Regions from separate parts of the Callithrix jacchus genome. Here region 1 is linked to region 2. Evidence: chromatin contacts called from public Hi-C data. All regions are on one chromosome and are shown on one strand. The core of a region is the stretch at or near the end of the contact, and the rest is flanking DNA. Distances in the headings are between cores, read along the strand shown. Region 1 has its middle 22 kb from the start of LRRC38. Region 2 has its middle 61 kb from the start of LRRC38.

Region 1 (4,227 bases), core at 1,666-4,165, 81 kb before region 2:
ACCACACCCAGCTAATTTTTGTAGTGTTTTTTTTTAGTAGAGATGGGGTTTCACCATTTTGTCCAGGCTGGTCTTAAACTCCTGACCTCATGATCCACCTGCCTTGGCCTCCCAAAGTGCTGCGATCATAGGCATGAGCCCCTGTGCCTGGCCTAATTTTTGTATTTTTAGTAGAGACAGGGTTTCACCATTTCGGCCAGGCCTGTCTTGAACTCCTGACCTTGTGATCCACTGCCTCAGCCTCCCAAAGTGCTGTGATTACAGGCGTCAGCCACCGGGATTACATGCCCAGCCAAGAAAATGGTTTTATCAAACTTGTATTAGCTACTGCCGTAGAACAAAGGAACCTAGAATTTAGCAGCTTGAAAGCACAAACATTTATAATTTCACAGGTTTTATGGGTGAGGAATCTGGAAGCAGCTTCACTGGATGCTTCTGGTTCAAGATCTCTCTGGAGAATGTGTTCAGGATGTCTGAAGGGGCTGCAGTTGTCCGGGGCTGGAGAATCAGCATCCAAGCTCACTCATGTGGCTTTTGGAGGAAGCCTCAGTTTCTTGCTGGCTCTTGATAGGAGACCGCAGCTCTTTGCCAGATGGGCTTTGTCACAGACTCTGTCTTCACCACATGGCAGGTAACTTTCCCCAGAGTGAGTGACTTGAGAGACAAAGAGAACCCAAGATGGAAGTTGCCATCTTTTTATAACCTAATATCAGAATTGGCATACCATGTGCTGTTGGCCAGGGGAGCACCCATGCACAGTGTGGGAGGGGATTCCACAGGGATGTGAATACTAGGAAGGGGGACTATTCGGGGCCATCTTAGAGGCTGACACTACACAGCTAAGGAGTACTGGCATCCTTAGAAAAGCAAATTTGGAAATCAATGGCTGGATCTGCTAGCTTGGGCTTTCTGGACTCCTCAGGCCTTCAGGAATTTCAGCAGTGGAGATCTTTCACTCCTGACATGTATCCCAGAGAGGTGCTCTCCTCCTGGTCCTTTCCAGACTGGCTTTAAGTGGTTGGGTCCTTGTCTTATCACACCCATTCAGCCTTGCCCGAGCTGTTATGTCAGCCAACAGATTTCAGAAAGAGTTTTGGATCTGAGGTCTGAACAGCAAAAGCTGGTTTCCTCACCCTCTTAAAGGAGCCTTCCGAAAGAACTTGTTAGAAACTGGGGCTGTGGGCCGGGCACGGTGGCTCTTGTCCGTAATCCCAGCACTTTGGGTGGCCGAGGCAGGTGGATCACGAGGTCAGGGGCTCGAGACCATCCTGGCCAACATGGTGAAACCCCGTCTCTACTAAAAATACAAAAAATTAGCTGGGCATGGTGGCACGCACCTGTAGTCCCAGCTACTTGGGAGGCTGCGGCAAGAGAATCGCTTGAACCTGGGACACGGAGGTTGCAGTGAGCCAAGATCACACCACTGCACTCCAGCCTGGGTGACAAGAGCAAGACTCTGTCTAAAAGAAAAAAAACGGGGCTTTGTCCTGTCTCATATCGCAGCTGAGGTTGTTACTGTTGGGGTTGTTTTGTTGAGGTTTCTTATTTTACTGCCTTAAATTAGGCAGCTGTGGTGGAGGTGAACTATCCTGGCCCAAACTTGCTCCAACCTGGGTTTGCATTCCAGCTCTGTCACTGCTGCTTTGTGAACATGGACACTTCCTTAATTTTCCTAAATTTTATTATTACATCTCCCAAAAAGGAGATAATCTCTAGCTCGCAGAATTGAGGTGGCAGCTAAATTAGATACTGTGTGAAAATGCTTAGCCAGGTGCCCCAGACTTACAAACTCTCCAGTAAACAGCTGTTGACATGGAAACGATTGTACCACATGGAGAAATAACCACAGCTATTTTATGCTGTATTTTTCAGAATGGATTTCTTTAAATATAAGAAAACGGTGAGTTGCAGCTAAAAAGTGATCACGTGAAAAGGTTTGCTGTAGCCTTAGCTGTGGTTTTATTACCTCCTAGAGCCTAAGAATATTCTAAGGAACGATTTTTGCAAGGAAAGTAATGGAAAAAGTGATTCAGGCTATAACTATTTCAATTTCAACTTTCCAGCAACACATCTCATCCTCGAAGTGACAGGCATGTATGTCCCAGACGAGATGAGAAATCCCCTCCCTCCCTTTTGCTCCTCGCTTCCTTCAATGGGTATGTGTGGGAAGTAGAAAAGTTCCCTTTTAAAGTTTCCTTTCTTGTTATAGAACAAGTGTGCTAATAACTTCGTTAAACCCTATCCTATGTAGCTGCTAGACATGCCACGCTTACAGGCACATAGTACATTCTCTGTCCTTGTATTTTAACCAAGATATCTGTGCTCAATGTGCTCACAGGCACTTCCCAGCTCTCCATTGCTTTACCTGTTTAGAAAAGTTTTAAGTTGTTAGCCAATCGGGTTTTAGTTTAGATTGTGAGGTCTGGCTCCAGCCAGTGGAGATCAGACACAGCAGTAAGGACGACCCCAAATGCGGAAGGGATAAATTTGTATGTATCCCCTTTGTTCTTTGTACTCTCATGGCAGGATGGCTAGTGAAAGTGCCCTTCCTGCAGTCCAGGGAGTAAAAATTGTGTTGCTGAAAGATCTTTAGTCTCAGTGCTAATTTTTCTCCGTGGCACCAAGCATCTATTTCCAACAGTATGTTTTAGCAAAAACTATCACCTCACAAGTTTTCTGAGCGTCTCAGCAAGGTCTTTCTCCTCTAAGATACATTCCTGTTTTCCAGGCAGCAATCCCTTCGCACCCCAATATGCATTATCATTCTGTGCAGAGGGCTGCCTCCTTAAATTCCACACTTAGGGGTATTGAAAGTCACCGCAATTCCGAGGCAAGTGTCACCCGTCAACAGCTCCCGAATAACTAAGCAGGAGTGGGAAATGGAGCGTCACAATGTGAGGCTCATTTTCTGCCCTTACCGGAGCTCGTGATTAAGCTGAGGAAACAGCCCTGATTCACCCTCTTAGTATGTGTGTCTTGCCTTTGCAGGTGAAGGGTAGACCAGATACCCAGAAGGACTCTATTTTGCAGCGCCTGGAAACAGAATGAGAAACTGGTAATTAGGTGTCACTTCCAATGAGGCATTCCCCCTCACCTCCTCTCATCTTTTCTGGCGATAAACTCCACCCTCTGCTGAGGTCATTTGCTCCCTAAAGAATCAGACAGCTGGTCTCCTGTGAGACACTGGAGCATTTCCAAATTCAGTGTCTCCAGTCTGATGTGAGTGGCTCTCCCTAAGTGCTTCCCTTTAAACCCAGAGATAATCAACAGCGTTTCTCTGATGAGCCAATGATGTCCGGATTAGAGTTGAAGGACTGTGGAACCAAGAACTCGCACCCATGGAACTGGGCTTTGCAGTGGGGGCAGTCTTGTGGGACTGAGTCCTGGGGTCCTCAGAATTGTACCTTCTGGCCGGGCGCAGTGGCTCATGCCTGTAATCCCAGCATTTTAGGAGGCTGAGGTGGGTGGATCACCTCAGGTTAGGAGTTTGAGACCAGCCTGGCCAACATGGCGAAATCCCGTCTCTACTAAAAATACAATAATTAGCCAGGTATGGTGGCACGCGCCTGAAGCAGGAGAATCACTTGAACTCAGGAGGCAGAGGTTGCAGTGAACTGAGAGATCACGCCACTGTGCTCTAGCTTAGACGACAGAGCAAGACTCCGTCTCAAAAACAAACAAACAAAAAGAGTTGTACCTTCCATTACCTTCCTTTCCTCCCAAGTACTTGGTCCAGAGCTGATTAAGGGCTCTGTGTGCACACAGGAGGTGCTCAATGAATGCTTGCAGACTAACATGGTTCTTCACACACATAATTTGCTCATTTTGCTTAATCTGTTCAATTTCTTGAGTGATTTTAGGCTTGCTATGCCTCGCTTGCCTTTCCCCTCTGTTTCTCAGTCCCCTCCAAGACCTACTCTGCCTTCTTCATCGAAAGCTCCATCCGGAAACTGCTAGGACATGTGTTCACGTCTGAACCAATCACCTGGAGATAGGATGCCGTCTGTTAAAGGAAACCATTCATGACCATTGCAGGCAGTAAGGCAGGCTTTACTCCGCACTACCGAGACAGGTATAGGGATTGCTGTGATGGGATTTTCCAGTAGTGGAGAAAGATTGGCTTAATTCCCAGTGCAGGGAAAAGTGAGCATTCATAGCCAGACCTAGGGGAGCTGTTGGAAAGAAGCTTCCAGGAAGACTGCTAGAAAGAGAAGACAGAAAGCACAG
Region 2 (3,963 bases), core at 205-2,704:
TTCTTTAGACAGGGTCTCACTCTGTCACTCAGGCTGGAGTGCAGGGGTGACATCACAACTCACTGCAGCCCCAACTTCCCAGGTTCAGGTGATCCTCCCACCTCAGCCTCCCAAGTAGCTAGGACTACAGGTACATGCCAACATGCCCCACTATTTTTTTCTGTGTTTTTGTAGAGACAGGGTTTTGCCATGTTGCTCAGGCTGGTCTTGAACTCCTAGGCTCAAGCAATGGGCCCACCTCAGCCTCCCAAGTGTTGAGATTACAGGTGTAAGCGCCTGGCCCTGCCAAGTCTTGAATAAACATTCTTAGAAAAAATACAGCAATTAACAGGGTATACTACAGCACCCTTATAATGCCAGTTACTCAGGAGGCTGAGGCAGGAGAATCGCTTGAACTCAGGAGGCGGAGGTTGCAGTGAGCTGAGATTGCACCACTGCACTCCAGCCTGGGTGACAGAGCGAGACTTTGTCTCAAAAAATAAAATAAAGTAAAATAAATATATGGCTAGAACTTCCAAAACAGAGAGGACACCCATTGATGGAGGCAGCCACCTGGGGAAAGAAACCCTTCCCTTGAGCTGCAACCTCACTCCTTTCCGGGCTACATCCCTTCCCCTACAGGAGAGCCTCACCAGCTGTTGGGAGTGGAGGCACTGGATGGGCTATACTTGTAGGGTCCATTTTCCAAGGTGTCCTGGAACTCCCTCCTCTGGGCATTTATGCCTGTGGTCTAGTTTGAGCAATCTCTGTATTTCTTGCACAAGAAGCCTTCACTTTCCAGTTACGTTGCTCCATCCCCTGGCTCCCGAGGCAAGAACAATGGCTCGCTTTGGCCAGTCCAAAGGCTGCCACCCTTCCGATTGATGATAAGTGGCTTTCTGACTATTTGCTGGCACCGCTTCCTTCAGTTTGTTCAGCAGACATTGAGCATCTTCTCTGCTACAAGCAACATCCCTGGGGCATCTCCGTGACAACCACGCCTCACCTTCCATCTGCCTTAATGATGCTATGAATACATGCTATGGAAGATTTATGTCTCAGACTGACTGGAATCAGAATTTTAGAACAAGATCAAGCCACTACACTCCAGTCTGGGTGACAGAAACCCTGTCTCAAAAGAAATAAATAAATAGACCTTCCTTCCTTCCCTCAGCCTAGACACTCATCCTTTCCTTCAAAATAAATAAATAAATTAATTAAATAAAAATAAAAAATAAAAATAAATAAATAATAAAGCTGGTTAATGTCGAAGTAGGAGGAGAACCCCCGTGTATCACTCAGGATCGAGTCGGCTACAAATAACAACAGACAAGCGAACGACAACAACAGAACACGTAACAGTGGCTTGAATGAGATGGAAGCTCATTTCTCTCTCAGACTGGGTGGTCAGTAGAGGATTTTGCGGCCACCCCACAATTCCAGGAGCCCAGGCTTTTTTTCACTGTGGCTCTGGCTTCCAGGAGGAACCTCATGATCCAAGACGGCTGCTTGTACTCCAGCCATCACTTTAGCATCTTAAGAGGGGGAGGGCGCCCCATTCCCTTTTAAGAGGACTTCCTGTTGCTCCGCCTGTAATCCCAGCACTTTGGAAGGCTGAAGTGGGAGGATCACCTGAGCTCAGGAGTTCGAGACCAGCCTGGCCAACATGGTGAAACCTCGTCTTTACTAAAGATACAAAAATTAGCTGGGCTTAGTGGCACAAGCCTGTAATCCCAGCTACTAGGGAGGCAGAGGCAGGAGAATTGCTTGAACCCAGGGGGCAGAGGTTGCAGTGGGCCACAATCACACCACTGCACGCCAGCCTAGGCGACAGAGTGAGACTGTATCTCAAAAATAATAAATAAATGAATGAAATTTGGAAAAAAAAAAGAGGACTTCCCCCAAAGTTCCACACAACACTTGGGCGTGTTTCTTTTTTTCTTTTTTTGAGATGGAGTCTCGCTCTGTCGCCAGGCTGGAGTGCAGTGGTTCGATCTCGGATCGCTACAACCTCTGCCTTCCAGGTTCAAGTGATTCTCCTGCCTCAGCCTCCTGAGTAGCTGGGATTACAGGCACCTGCCACCATGCCTGGCTAGTTTTTGTATTTTTAGTAGAGATGGGGTTTTGCCACGTTGGCCAGGCTTGTCTCGAACTCCTGACCTCTAGTGATCCGCCCACCTCAGCCTTCCAAAGTGCTGGGATTACAGGCATAAGCCACCGTGCCCGGCCATAGATCTAGAATTTAAACCCGTGTAGATTTAAGCTCAGAGCTCACACACTGGCCTAGCACCTTCTAGTATCTTTCTTTTTGTTCTACTACCTAAAACAGTGGGCTTAATGGAAATACGGACATAGAGTTTCCAGATAAAATATACAACTCCCAGTTCAATGTAAATTCTAGTTAAATAACTACTAATTTTTTAGTATATCTCTTCCGTTATTTAAGGCATAGTTATACTCAGCTGGGCGCAGTGGCTCAAACCTGTAATTCCAGCACTTTGAGAGGCTGAGGCAGGTGGATCATGAGGTCAGGAGTTCAAGACCAGCCTGGCCAAGATGGTGAAACCCCATCTCTTCTAAATATAAAAAAATTAGCCGGGCATGGTGGCAGACACTCGGAAGTTGAAGAGAACTGCTTGAACCCGGGAGGTGGAGGTTGCAGTGAGCCAAGATTGTGCCACTGCACTCCAGCCTGGGCGACAGAGTGAGACTCCATTTAAAAAAAAAAAAAAAGGAGACATACTTATACTCATTGAGGCTTTACTGGGTATGATGTGAATCAAATTTGGAACTGATATTTTGAATTTGAATTTGTTAACCCTGATCAGATTAAAAAGAAAAGTTGTCTGGCCTTTATCGCACCAGACCTCGGTGTGGTCATCTGAAAGATGCTTGGTCAACTCACAGGAAAGAATCATCCCCCATTAATTCCGTGGAGTAAGGGCAAGGTCATGGAGTTCACACTTGCTCATCAGGAAGATTGCCAATAGGAGGAGCTGTCTGGAGCCAACTCCCTATTTTAGTTGCTGCAGGAGCCTAGGGGTTTATACTCTTTTGGATAATCTCAGATTGGAAAACTGCCACCGCCATCTGGCCCTGAAAGCGTCTGCACTCAGATTTCTTTGTTTGGTTCTTGGGTAGGCAACTCGGAGATCTCTTTGCCGGACACTGAGGTTCTTTTTCTTCTTAGTGAGATCACTGCCTCCCAGAGGTCGACAGCAGGGAGAACACCAAGAGAATTGTACAGACACTGTGGCTCCAGACAAACCCCTTGAGAGGCAGGGAGGGGAGGAACAGGGGATACTGATGACAGTAATACAGCCAGTGCCCTCAGTTGTGAAGAAAAGATCATGCATTCTCCCCACTCTGCCTAACTCAGCAAGATGGCTATGAAATGACAGGGAACTGTGAGGCTCTTTTCCGAGCCTCAAAACAGAAATAATATTATATTAGCTAGGCAGGAGGGCACACATCTGTAGTCCTAGCTACCTGGGAGGCTGAGGTAGGAGAACTGCTTAAGCCTGGGAGATCGAGGTCGCAGTAAACTCTTTGTGCCATAACACTAGCCTGGGTGACAGAGGGCTAACCTGTCTAATAATAATAATAATAATAATAATAATAATTGGCTGGGCATGGCCCAGTGGCAAAACCCCATCTCTACTAAAAATAGAAAAACCAGCTAATCCCAGCTACTTGGGAGGCTGAGGCATGATAATCGCTTGAACTCGGGACGTGGAGGTTGCAGTCATTGCACCCCAGCCTGGGCAACAAGAGCGAAACTCTGTCTCAAAATAATAACAATAATAATTTTGTTCCAATTTTTCTGTACACACAAATAATAACAACAGATAACACCTGCTGTGCATTCAGTGCTTTGCTCTAAGTGCTGGGTGCACTTTGTTCATTTAATCCTCGCTACAACCCTACAAGGTGGATTACTCTATTTTCCATATTATACAGTTGAGGAAACAGGCATAGAGAGGT

Evidence for each region. A called contact is a pair of places that touch in the nucleus more often than the background predicts.
Region 1: a contact with region 2 is called in a Hi-C map of skeletal muscle, with 2.0 times the contacts expected there. The contact joins two enhancer-like sites. A contact is called at or near these places in 2 of 3 Hi-C or Micro-C datasets (both in skeletal muscle).

Annotation. Positions count from the first base shown.
Region 1 is chr7:50,835,574-50,839,800 of calJac240_pri, reverse strand. No RefSeq gene overlaps it. Among named protein-coding and RNA genes, the nearest start is that of LRRC38, 22 kb to the right of the region's middle. Within about 2 kb of position 2,915, at least 1 of the 16 cell types and tissues checked has an H3K27ac peak or open chromatin away from gene starts, as enhancers often do. A contact at or near this core is called in skeletal muscle, where this site is marked.
Region 2 is chr7:50,752,967-50,756,929 of calJac240_pri, reverse strand. No RefSeq gene overlaps it. Among named protein-coding and RNA genes, the nearest start is that of LRRC38, 61 kb to the left of the region's middle. Within about 2 kb of position 1,454, at least 1 of the 16 cell types and tissues checked has an H3K27ac peak or open chromatin away from gene starts, as enhancers often do. A contact at or near this core is called in skeletal muscle, where this site is marked.